Regions from separate parts of the Rattus norvegicus genome. Here region 1 is linked to region 2. A link is a contact called in public Hi-C data. All regions are on one chromosome and are shown on one strand. Each heading gives the region's core, a stretch centred on a gene start, on an enhancer-like site or on the middle of the called end of the contact. The rest is flanking DNA. Distances are from core to core; before and after follow the strand shown. Region 1 has its middle 35 kb from the start of Rpl32l3. Region 2 has its middle 170 kb from the start of Plpp3.

Region 1 (6,071 bases), core at 1,639-4,138, 590 kb after region 2:
CAGACTACCTGAGTCACTATAAATCTTTTTAAAAGCACCATACCTGGGCTCCTCCCCAGAGAAACCCAAATCTCTAGAGCCCTGTTCCCCTTCAGAGATGATGAGGAACAAGGAGGATCCCCTTGTCCCCATGTGGAGGAACTATGGAACCGGGTATAACAGGTCCCACTTTCTGACTCTGACATTGCAGGGTCCTAGGGCACCACTTTCATGGATATGTGTGTCTTTTAAAGATTTCCTGTGAAGTGTGGGGGAGAGCATCCATCTCCCGCAGGAATGGAGGGGTTAACTGTGAGCGTAAGGGAAAGCGGTGGCGAACAGGAGAGGTGCTGGATCATGTTAGCACCTTTTCGGCAGTGGGGACTGATTAAACTCAGAGTCTGGCTGAGAAATCACTCTGCAACCCGAGGCTCTGCCAGAGGGTCTCCCAGGACTAGCAGCTTGTGAATTCACTGCATGATGAGTTATTATGGTTTTGATTCTGGTTCTCACAACGCATCGAGATGTATCTGAGGAGATTGATCCCAGGAGAGAGACCCACTTTTATAATTCTTCCGAAAGCCTAGAAATGTGGCTTGTCATCAGGCGCCACAGCCTTCAAGATCATTCATGTGCAAGCTGACCATCATGTTTCCTCTCTCTGAGTTTGGGACAGTGAGTCACTGTGTCCCTTAGAGTCCCCTTGGGAGATGAGTGATGGATTCATCTGGAACCTCTATCCCATAGCCCTCCATCTCTCTGTGGTGACTGGTCATCATGAGCAGGAGACATGAGTCATGAGGAGCTAGCACAAGTGTGTAAGTGTGAAGGACTCACTCGTTCCTTCAACACCAATCACCAAGAACTATCACACAGCCACGAGTGGCCTGGCTGGATGACATCAAGGGTATGAGGGCCTGCGTTTCCCAGACCTGATTGGAAAATCATCTGTCGGCAAGGTCACAGCTTGTGTGCCTTGTGAGTGACCACAGTAATATCATGCCCACATTTCTCAGTCAGGAAAAATAGGTTTCCCCTTCAAGAAGCAGGAGAAAAAATACATAGGGGAAAAAAATAAAATGAAAAAAAAGCAAAAGATAAAGAACTGTTCCCTAAGCACAGTGTGAGGCTGAGAGTGTCCCAAAGCAGTGACAACAGACAGACACTGGTACTTTGTGTGTGTCACCTGTGAAGTCACATACGGATGGATCACAGCTAATTTAGCTCAATTTAACATCCGAGTACTGGCCTATCTCGGTTTCTATCCATGGGCTGGCTCTGAATTATAAATTACTCAACAATAATGACAATTAGCCAGCTACTGCATTCTAGTCTGTTTAAAGTATCTTACAAACTCTCTTGAGGAACGCTGTCACACTGCTGTGAAGGAGAGCTAGCCTAGGACACCAATGAGAACCTGAGGCCCCTCGCTGAGGCTCCTCCATCAGACTTCACGTACTAAGAGTCAAGTAAGGACTAAACCCTGCTCACCCCCGAGTTGCATTTTTTGCCCCCAAACTCTAATTTACCAGGGCTTTAACTTTTCTGAGCTCAAAGTAGGAAAACATGGTGCTTGAACTTAAGGTTTCCTGGCTTCTGGTCCTTCATAAAGTCACGTTTCTGTCTTAATGTGTTCCATGGGGTAAGAAATAGCGTCAAACATCAATGAGGCTGAACTCCTTGGGGTCTCAAGGTATTGGTCATTCTGATCTGCCAAGAAACTGACAAGAATCCAAAGGCAACGGTGCCAGATTAGCCTTGTGCCTGGCAGCTTATTGACCACACCTCCGCTGGGCACCCCAATGCTACAAATTATATGAATTCTTTGTTTTATAGGAAGTGGAGAGCCACAGTCTAGAATGATTTAACCAAGGTCACTTAGCAGGGGTGTGCGAGGGTTGGATTAGAACAATAATTTGTCTTTCTTATTAGGCTGAAATTCTTTGAGGTCAAGAGCATATTTTGATATATTTGTTTTCTTGGCGCTTGTCACAATGCCTGGAACAGACAGAGCCTTGCTAATTCGAAGATCGTGTTGTTCCTCTTCAACACTAATAATAACTGTTCAAGTGTGTGTTTGGCATCAGAATGAATGCTGTATTTCGTGTTATTTCTCACTGTTCAGGAAGAATCTGAGAGATAAGTTGCAGATGCCCTTTGTACTTGTGTGTGGTGTAGTGTGTTGTACACACGTGTGGTGTGTGCTTCTGGGTGCCGGTGCATGTGGAAGCCAGAGGAGGGTTTTGGGTATCTTCCCCAAAACTCCATGCCTTGCTGCCTTGAAACTCAGTCCCACTAAACTGGAGTCTAGCTATTTTAGTGAGGCTGACTGGCCAGAGTGCTCCTAAACTCTATTATGACATCCCCTTGTTATAGGTGTGTGAAGCCATGCCCAGAATTTTACATGGATGCTGGGGATTCGAACTCAGGTCCCCACACTTGCAAAGCAAGTGCCTCTATCCACTAAGCCATCCACCACTTCTATATACTCTGAAGATAGAGAAACCTACATGGAGAGACTAAGGTTAAGTCATTCGTACATGGTACACAGAGCATTTAAGTTGAGACCCCAACACTGTATGATACCCAAGAATTCAGTATCAGGGATCTCCCAAGATACGTGCCCCAGGTAGCATCCTCAGTGCTTCGGTGAGCTTCCTTCTGCTGGGTTATAGGAGGAACTGGGGCTTCCACATCAGAATTGTATTTTTCAGAATTTTCCCAGTGTTCTGGGGCTCCCAGAGTCTGAACCAAGAATTATTTGAGCTCAGTGTTCCTCATGAACAGTTCTTGTGCCTGATGCATGCTGGGAGCCAGCTGGCTGCTGCCACAGCTCAGATGTCACCTGGTACTTTCTTGTGTTCTAGGTGAATAAATCCCAGGCACACTGAAGCCAGACCGTGCCTGTCTGGGTCTGTATCTGATAAGAGGCTTGCAGCAGCAGCTGACTGTGTTCCACTTTCTGCATTGCTGGCTGTGGGAAGGGTGATAAGAATCATCAGATTTCAAAATGGGAAAGCCCATCCAATCTCTTGCTTTACAGGTCAAGGGACCTGCAGCCTTGGGCTAGCATACTGGATTGCAAAACATAGCAATCCATTGAATTTAATGGGGGGGGGGGGAGGCAGTATATTGTAAGTCCGGACAAGTACCGTTGAGAATTTACAGGAAGAAAAACTAGAGTAGGAAAGAATTGGGAAGTCTTCCCTCTTGTGGTAGACACAGAGGTGCACCACACAGACCCCATTCTGAGAAACCTTACAACAGCCGTGCATCCCCTAAAGATTTCAACAAACGAAGTTATTCAATCTCACATGTGACTCGGTATTTAATTTTCAAGGCAAAGACTGGAGAAAGGCCTAGATTGGTTTAATTGGAGACACTGTTTGGGATGATAGTGAAGAAATGTAGAGCTAATCCAGCAGAAGTGAGAGGTGACTGGTTCTTGGTCTCCATGGGACTTACTTATCTATAAGAGGGAGATAATAGGTAAATGAATAGAGGTGCTCAGGAGCCTGGGAACTCCATAAGGTTGTGGAAACCAGGGCCACCTCTGGCCATACCAGAATGCCCTCACTATTGACTTCACATTGGTACATCCTCTGTTACGACAAATGTCTTCATGTGAAGAAAAACAAAGTCTTCCCATAAATCAGAGGCTATCTGAAGCTCATCCAAGCTAGCCTCAACCAATTTGCCCAAAGCTCTGAAATTCTTTTGTTATGAGCCTCATTAGTGCTGGAAATAGGATGCACAGATGTCAGTGGCTCACAGAATAGGGCAGTGAGGGGAGTGCAGAGCTCATTGACTCTGCAGTCAGGAAGCCCGTGGGCTCACACCAGAATCCACCCCGACAGTTGGCTCTGAGATAGATGACTACCCTTTCTGAATATGCCTTTCTACATTGCAGAAAGGTTATATAGGCTTCTGCAGGATAGGCCCATGAAGATCAAAGGCCAAAGAGGTGAGCTCTCAGAATTCTATTAAGCCCCTTGAGTAAGACAAGGTTGTCTTTGATGGCTCATGTCTACAGAGTACTTGAAAAATCTACAAAGCATGTGACTAGGAACACACATTCACTGCAATTACTTCAGGCTCACCCAACAGCCTGACAAGGAGACAGAGCAAAGCTTATTATCCCCTGGCCCGTTATCTGCTACTCTCAGATGGTACTTAGAACATTAGATCTCAGCTTTGTGCCTCAGTTATTTATGTACGTGTCTAACCTTCCTACACTGAACAGTTCCCAGAGCAGGCACCGCACAGGGTCTGGTCATCTTTGCAACCACAACCCCTTTCCATTTGCTGCTTTGTAATGGCTAGACCTCAGTAACCAGCATAAGTAATAAATAGAGGGGACTTAAAGGGAGAGAAGGTGATAGAAAGTATATAAATGGGCCTTTGTCCTGATTAATTTTCAGGATAAAATTTAAACTATTCTCTAGGATATCCACTGGCTATTAAGGACATTTAAATTAAGTAAAATTATATAAAACCAAAAGTTTCTCCTTTTCACTAGGCACAATCATTTGAACTCACAGATGACTAGTGCACACTGGATTGCAAAGCCCAGACAGGACCCATTCCCCTCACTGCAGAATGCTCTACAGGTAGGGGCTCTAATAAAACAGAGCCGGGTTCCCACCCTGCCTCATAGACCAATGCAACTCATGTCTACACTCAGTATCCACACATATAATATTAGGATATTCACAGAGAATTATACCCATAGCTCATTTGCATGGCCTCTACATAGATACCTCCACATGTTTTAGCAAAGCCCTAGAGGCTGATTTTTAGACAATAAGAAGTAGGGAGCCAGGATATGAGGAACCCAAGTAGATAGGACCGACTGCCTGATGTGCAAACTCTAACTCCACTCATCCCTCCATGTAGAAAAGCCATCTCCACCGTCATCACCATCTCCTAACTAGGAGGGGATTATTACTCATTTCTCATTACACTTCTATAGGAATAATAGAGAGAGAACCCAACTCAAGGCCTGGCATTCACATGTGGTCAAAAATGTAAAAAAAAAATTGAAAGTATTATAGAATATTTTATCATTAATATTTTCATGACTTTTATCTAGACATTTAAGTATACTGGGAACAGGGAAACAAATTTCGAGGGCCCAAATGTTGCGCTCTACATAAAAACAGACAGAAAAAAAATATTTTCATGCTACAAATCAAATGGTGTTTCTATTGTGGTTAAAACAACAACAACAACAACAAAAAGTTCACCCTGGGAATAAGCTCGCACCTCCTTCCTTTTGTGTGAAGCCCTTGAGCTCCAACTGCCCTGATCTATTTCTCTCAGCAGCTGTGCCCAGGCTAACGGTAGGTCATTCTAAATGTGCTAAGTTCAGTCCTTCTCAAGATCTGCCCCTTGGGGTTCATCTACCAAGCTAAACCAAGGCCTCCAGACCCTCTTCTTTTTTTCTTCAAGTTCACTACAACAGCTTCCTCCCACTGCCTCCTAGTCCTGTCTCCTTGCTCCCTTCTTATCTTTGTAGCACTCACGGAACACTTCTTCAGACAGTGCCTGGTATTGCTCTGTCTTCTTATTCATGAACTAATTCCCTGTTTGTTTGCTAAAGTATTAATCAATAACTACACTACATGCTCCAAAGGGGCAGTGGCATTACTCTTACTCTGTGCCTAAAGCAATGACCAGGACATCATAAATTTCTAATAAATTTCAATATAAAACAAGATCCCTAAGGGCAATTAACTGACCTCCCCTTTTCTAATATTCATATACATAGACTTGAATTAAATGCCCTGTATCCAAATGTTTCAGCCATTCAGCATTCCCCAATTGTGAAGCATTTGGAGTACACCCAGTCTCTCACACAATGGCTGCCAGTGGAGGAGACATATACCTTTCTCTTAAGACCTCTTCTTGTTCTTCAGTGTGAACACAGGCACAAAACAGACAACTGCTCTCCACCAGCAGAGCTAAGGTATGTGCAATTGTAGGAACCTAGACAAGGAAATGGTATCTTCAGCTCCAGTGAGTGAAAAAAATCTTCTTGTTGGAGGATAGCACATGAATGTTGTCTGAAACAAGAGTTGGTGCTCACTTAG
Region 2 (6,457 bases), core at 151-2,650:
CATGGGCATTCCTGGCCTTGTCTTAGTTCTTGCTAGAGGCAGGTGGTATCAGTACACCCAGGAATGTTTGACAATCATTGTCTAAAGCTGTTTGCTGTTCATCTGGTCACCTTAGAACTACCACCTGGGGAGATGAAGAGGAGAATGTGTAGGGCACCATTTCTCCATTCAAGTGCCTAATCTTGTAAAAGGGACAGATTTAAGTTATGTTAGCAATTTTATAGGTGCGTGTGTGTGTGTGTGTGTGTGTGTGTGTGTGCGCGTGCGCGCGCGCGCGCGCTTTTCAAATGTATCAGTCAACATGTGAAACACACACATATATGTGTGTGTGTGTGTGTGTGTGTGTGTGTGTATTGTAGTTTATCTGTGAAAATATAAAACCATGGAATTTTAATAAGTTCGGTGAGGTTCTATATAGCGCAGACTTAGAAAATGTCAGAATATAGATTTGAATTCCTGAGACATAAAGTTCTGGAAAGGCTACCAGCAAAATCTTAAATAGACATGAATATACACCATGGGGCATACATTGTTCCACTGGCAATTTAGTAATTTCTATTTATTTCCCAGTTATGTCTTGGGAGCTCATTTGATGAGGACTCCCACCCATGGCCACACCACTTGAATGTGTTTCCTAACGAGGGTCTCGAGGCAATTAGAGTTAACAGTAACTTCTTCACTGGTGGAAGAGTGAGTTGAACAAGTTAATGAATTCCAGTCTAGAATCCTGATCTAAAATGAATTAATCAAGAGCTATAAATTAATAAAGAGTTATAAGAACCATTTTTTTTAATAGAAAAATTATACTGGAAATTGTGTCTCTGTAGCTCAGATAAAGCTGCAGACATGGACTGAACTGTTTTGGCTAGAATTTTATCAGCTTAAGACTAGTTACACTGGCTGTCTCTTTATCTTTATGAGCTCTGATTAATCAGTAACTACCAGTTCACAGGACTTCTCAGAAGTGCTGGGGATTGAACCTAAGGCACCAGCAAGCAATCTACCACAGACTCAGAGCATCTTTAGCCCGGTTCATTGAACTTTGGCAATCATGTCTTGGGCAATTACCACTGTGTGCCTGGCAGTGAGCTGTGTTTCGGGGATGTAGAGACAAACCAAACCAAAGAAAACACCACCCTCATTATTTCAAGAAACTTGTCATCTCAGAAGGGGCGGTCTATCTGAATAAGTGTTTTAAAGCATTTCCTTTTAGATTAGAACAAAACAGCTTCATTGTGGACCACTCAAGAGTGAGAGGAGTAATCCCTCAACTAGTATCTAGTTCAGATACTAGAACTGTTGGAGGCACTAGGGTGGGCCTCCTGTACGATGACTGACGTTTGGGAAGGTCCTGGCACAGGGAAATTTCTTCCCGATGCAGTAAGAGGGCTGTCTTAGACCTGGGCCCTGGCAGAAGCAGGAAGCCTTGGAGACCAACAAGAAAGAGATGGGATACCTGACCCAGCTGTGAGGAAGATGGAGAGATTATGGGGAAGAAAAATCTATGTTGGGTTGCTGAAGAAGAGTGAAAACACAGTAACTTTGACTTAAGAAACAGGCCCTGCTAGACAAACCTCTTCTCTGGCCAGCCTCCTGGAAAGGACTCTGAAGGCACAGCTAACCAAACAACCATTGCTCCTGGCAAGGGCTTTCCACCAGGTGAATGGTTTGCCATGTTTCCGATTCCAGGAACTGGCTGGAATAACACTTATGCAATGATAGAATGCACAGGGCCCGCCTCCAGGCGCCGGGCTGCGGGAGAACTTGGCAAGTCTGGGATCCTCTGCTGAGTGGAAAGTCCTGCTTTCCTGCTTTGCCTGAACTTCCCTTGGATGACTGACTCTAGGGGAAGTCAGAGCAGGTCGACTTCAGGAGAAGTCAGAGACGGCTGTGTGGGCTGAGAAGATAGGTATGTGCAAGAAGGGAGAGGATCATCCTTCCTGGACCTATTAGTATTAGTATTAGTAGTAATATTAACATTAGATAAGGAGTATTTGTGGAAAGTTCAGCTGCCTTCTCAAGGCAGTGAGTAGAGTGAGGACTTGGGAGCTAAAACAGTCTTCACAGAGACCAACTGGGAGCTGCACTTTACCGATCTGCTGGGGATAATGAGCGACAGCAGCTAGAACCTTGCTCAGTATCGCAGTAAATGTTAGTTGGTGGCTAAAAGCAGCACAACTCTTTAATACCTGTCAAGTGGTTGGGGACAAAGGAAGGCAGAAGGCCATCCATCATCTCAAAGGACAAGTAAGGAGGACATCTGTTTCCGTAAAGGCACACACTTTATTGGCTAGGATGGGTCTGAGTTTCTGAATTTTTGAAGACCAAGTATATGTAAATCAGTTCATTCTCAGAATCATGGGACACTCCAATCTAAGGTATCCCAGTGGCTTAATGTGAATTCCCTGCTGCTACTGCTTCTAATTCTACTGCCTTGATCAGAGCTCCTAAAGGAAAGAGAGGCTTCATCTGCGGTTCTTCAGACCTTTGGACATCTTCCTTCTTTAATAAAATATGTTCATAACAGATTTAGTCATGTCTATTTAAAACCAGGAGAGGCAATAAATGACCCTTGATAGACAGGAGAACAAATAATGTTCGGTATTATTTTGTTGGGCTTTAATACTTTTTTTTTTCAGAGCTGAGGACCAAATCCAGGCCCTTGCGCTTGCTAGGAAAGCGCTCTACCACTAAGCTAAATCCCCAACCCTTGGTATTATTTTGTAACATGACTCAGTATAAATTCTCAATTTCATGCAGCAAGAAAGAATCAAAAAGACATATAGATACATTTTTTCAATACCAAAAATTATTGAGGAGAATGAGACAGAGGGTAAATTCTGTTTACATATAGTCAAGATCAGAAAGTCAAAGCTATGGTAACTGAGAAATCGGGTTGATGACCAGCTGAGACCTGAACACCGAAGGCAGAAGCTCACGAGATGTTGTCAGTGATTCGAGCAGCATTTTGAAATTGAGTGACATCGTGAGTCTGGTTCCAGAATGACATGGTGGGGTATGTCCGTAAGCCTAGAGTGTGGGAAGCTGAGACAGGAGAATTTCCAGTTGGAGACAAGCCTGGACTATAGACCAAACGGTGTGAAACATAGAAGCTGAGCATTTATCCCGCAGGGAGGAGGGAGGGTCTCTTAGGTTCCCACACGTGTGACAGCTTACCAGATAATGTGTTTAACGCCTGTTTATTTTAAGGTATGCAGACTGTTGCCTAAGTGATGCGAAGGTCAATGCAATTCAAAGTATGTTCACACAATGAAATAGTTATCAGATATAAAAACAAGTTAGCTACTGACCGATTCATGCAACACCCACCATTGATAAGTCTCAACACCATTGGCTTAAATCACCTAAGAGCAGGCAGTGGTTCGAAGCGTTTGCATGAATTCCTTTACTGAGCAAAATTAAGCAAAGGTGCCAAAGCCTGAGTATTGATTGACTGCTTTTGGGCAGTGTGAGAAGACTGAATAGAAAGGAGACTGGCATGTATTTCTCAGACGGTGGAGACTTTACTCGTCTTTAAACTGAACTGTTCGCAGCCTCCGATGCCTGTGTGATGTTACATAGATTATACATTTGTTGTTGAGGAAACTGGAATTGTAGATTAACATCATGCCCTTTGCTTCTTCTAACTTTATTTCTTATTATCTTATGTGTATGAGGGCATGGCCTGTATCTGTGTATGTGCACCACTTACAAGCCTTGTTTTATACGTTAGGGAACCGAGGCTTGGGGACCACATGGCTCACCAAAGTTGTATACCTGGGAACCCCAATCTAGTTTCCCAGATCTTCTGGCTTCCGGTCAGTTACTAGCTCTCTCTGGGGAGATGATAAGTGCCCCTTCCTGCAAACATAAGTAGGAAATGCACAGTGGAGGACCGCTGAGGTCTGGGCCATCGATGGAATTTCGTCACTGAGTGTGAACACCCTGTGACCCAGAGTGGATGTTTTGTGCCTGGGTGCAACTGTGTGGGATAAATGCTCCGACGAGGAGGCTCCCTTGCTCTCCACCCTGGCTGTGTGGGAAGGAATTCTGGGTTACAACTACAGCCAGTTGAATACCAACAGCATGTTCTTCAGAGAAGATGCTGTAAGCCCACACAATCTACCATCAAGTCCTTAGTCTTAGACAAAGGGTTCTAGCGAGAATCACCCAGGGACTTCCTCATGGCCGTCCTGTGGCCTCTCCTTGTCCTCCAGCCTCTTCAGCAGTGCCCTGCACTATTAGGCAGGGACATCTGGGGGGGGGTGGGGGGGTGCTGAGCACAGTTGCTCTGCTCCAGTCAGGAATGGCCTTTTTCCTCTTTTCCTCTAGCTAGTATGGAAGCTAATTTAGGTCATCCTGGATGATCATTCTTTCAGGCCTCTGTATGGGATAACAGAGAAATTCATTCGCATCTTATTTTTATAGAGATAAAGTGGGCGCCCCACTTTATAAAGCAAGAAGTGAGTCCCCATTGTTCTCCGATGGGAATGGTGTAGATTTGAAACCTCCCTCTGTTGTCTCAGACTGCGGTGCTGCTTACTACATGCTAACCTGAGGGGGCTTTGAGGTTTATACCTGAGTACTAGTGAGACCAGTCAAAGAAACATCTTCCCTGAGGAGAAAACAATGGGTGCGTAGGCTCTGAGATGGGAAGTGTGGGGAATATTCAAGAGTGTGGCTGGGGTGAGTGGATGGAGGTGGCAGAGGCCAGGGGACTTGATTTTGTGACTGTAGAATATGGATGAGTGAAAAGCTGTGCAAAGCAGAACTCTAGCTTCCAAGTTGCGGTCTCATGGAAATGGGTCTCCCAGGACCAGTCTGAGGCACACTGTGCACTTTCTCATTCTCCTGGCTTCCTTGTAGCCCAGCAAGCAAGTGAACAACACAGAGCAAGACCACGAGCTTCTGTCTAGCCAGAATGACTTTGTTGTGGTCATTCAGACTATTCAATGGGCCTGTGTGAGAGACTAACTTCTCTCAGCCCCATTGTCCCGGAAGGAAAAGAGAAAAGAGATGGAACGAGAGAATTCAACCTCGCTGGGTATTCACCAGATACGATCAGACATGGATTTAAGCCAATAGAAAGTCATTATCAGCCAGCTGGTGACTACACTGGGTGTTCCAGATCCCAGTACAGCACTGCATCTTTCTCATGGTAAACTTTTAAGTACAAAAAAACCATGTTCTGAGATGACAGACTTCAGTTAGCCAGAAGCGGAACTACAGAAGCTAAAAAAGTAAGGTTAGGACATGTTGAGACTTTTCCAGAACTGTGGGTTTGATGGGTTAGGCCTTTGTTTTAGTTCTGGCAGGTGCTGCAGTCTACGTGCTGAGTTTTCCAGCCTGAGCGAGACTTCCATCACGGAGTCTGTTATGCTAAGGCCTGGGGCCCCGTTGCAAACCTCATTGGAGCCTATCCTGTGTGTTCAGCCCCGGGTTGCAGATTGCTGCAGCTCTCCCTTCCCAGTATTTTCACACATGGTCTATTTCTGACCACCTTACAGCAACTCAGCTCCGTCCTGTCTTTCAAGGACAATTTTTGGCTTCTTTTCCAGCATGTAGCCTTCAGGGAAGGCAGAAGGGCAGGCATAAACCATATTTCCTTTGTCATTAAGTCTCACTAGGGACTGAACTATTAAACTGACTTGCTCAGTGTGTATCCATCCAGCTTATAATTAGACAATCATTTTTCAGCTCTGGTCCAAAGGCTTGTGTGCATAACTCACTTAAAAACGAAAGGCGTGTCCCTTGTGGTTGCTAAGACCAGCCACATCCCAAGCACTCTTAAAGTGGGAACTTATGCTGTGCCTTCTCTCTTTGCAGACACTGAGTCCTTGGCGTGGCTCATTTTGTCCTGCTCTCTATACTGGGTTTGGTTCATGCTGCTTTCAAATCCACTGCTCTGCTTGCTCAACCATGTGGCCCTGGCCATCAACTTTATTTTGTCTACTACCTCTGGGACTCCGTCTCGATTCTGAATTCTGCTGTCTCTCCCCCAACCCCATGGGTGACTCCCAAATCAATGGGAGGGTGTGCAGGGGTGAGGAAGAAGCCAGAAAGAACAATTCTTTCAGCTTGAAGACCTCTAGACCCATTAATGTTGTGACAAACAAAAGAATTTCACAGCCTGAGGGATAGCGGTATGTACCACTCCTTCTGGCTGGGATTAAACTTTTTAGGGATGAAGACTCATTGGGCACATAAACCACATTTCCATTATCCATTCATCATTGATGATCACCTACGTGGACTTTCTATCTCTGCTATTGTGAATTATGCTGCATATTAAAGGGTAGAATTTCAAGCTCTTACCTCTTGAAAGGGTGATGATAATTAGTGGGATATAATTACAATGTGTGTCTGTATCACAATGTGTTATATCCATGAAACTATACATTCATTGTTTATTATGTCTTATCAGTTGAAAAATAAAAATAAATGAGTAAAAGGACAC

What was found. Hi-C and Micro-C count contacts between places; a contact is called where the count stands out from the background.
Region 1: a Hi-C map of kidney shows a contact between it and region 2, with 2.8 times the contacts expected there. The contact joins two enhancer-like sites. A contact is called at or near these places in 3 of 12 Hi-C or Micro-C datasets (frontal cortex, kidney and liver).

Annotation. Positions count from the first base shown.
Region 1 is chr5:125,906,278-125,912,348 of GRCr8, forward strand. No RefSeq gene overlaps it. Among named protein-coding and RNA genes, the nearest start is that of Rpl32l3, 35 kb to the left of the region's middle. Within about 2 kb of position 2,889, at least 4 of the 93 cell types and tissues checked have an H3K27ac peak or open chromatin away from gene starts, as enhancers often do. A contact at or near this core is called in kidney, where this site is marked.
Region 2 is chr5:125,320,936-125,327,392 of GRCr8, forward strand. No RefSeq gene overlaps it. Among named protein-coding and RNA genes, the nearest start is that of Plpp3, 170 kb to the left of the region's middle. Within about 2 kb of position 1,401, at least 14 of the 93 cell types and tissues checked have an H3K27ac peak or open chromatin away from gene starts, as enhancers often do. A contact at or near this core is called in kidney, where this site is marked.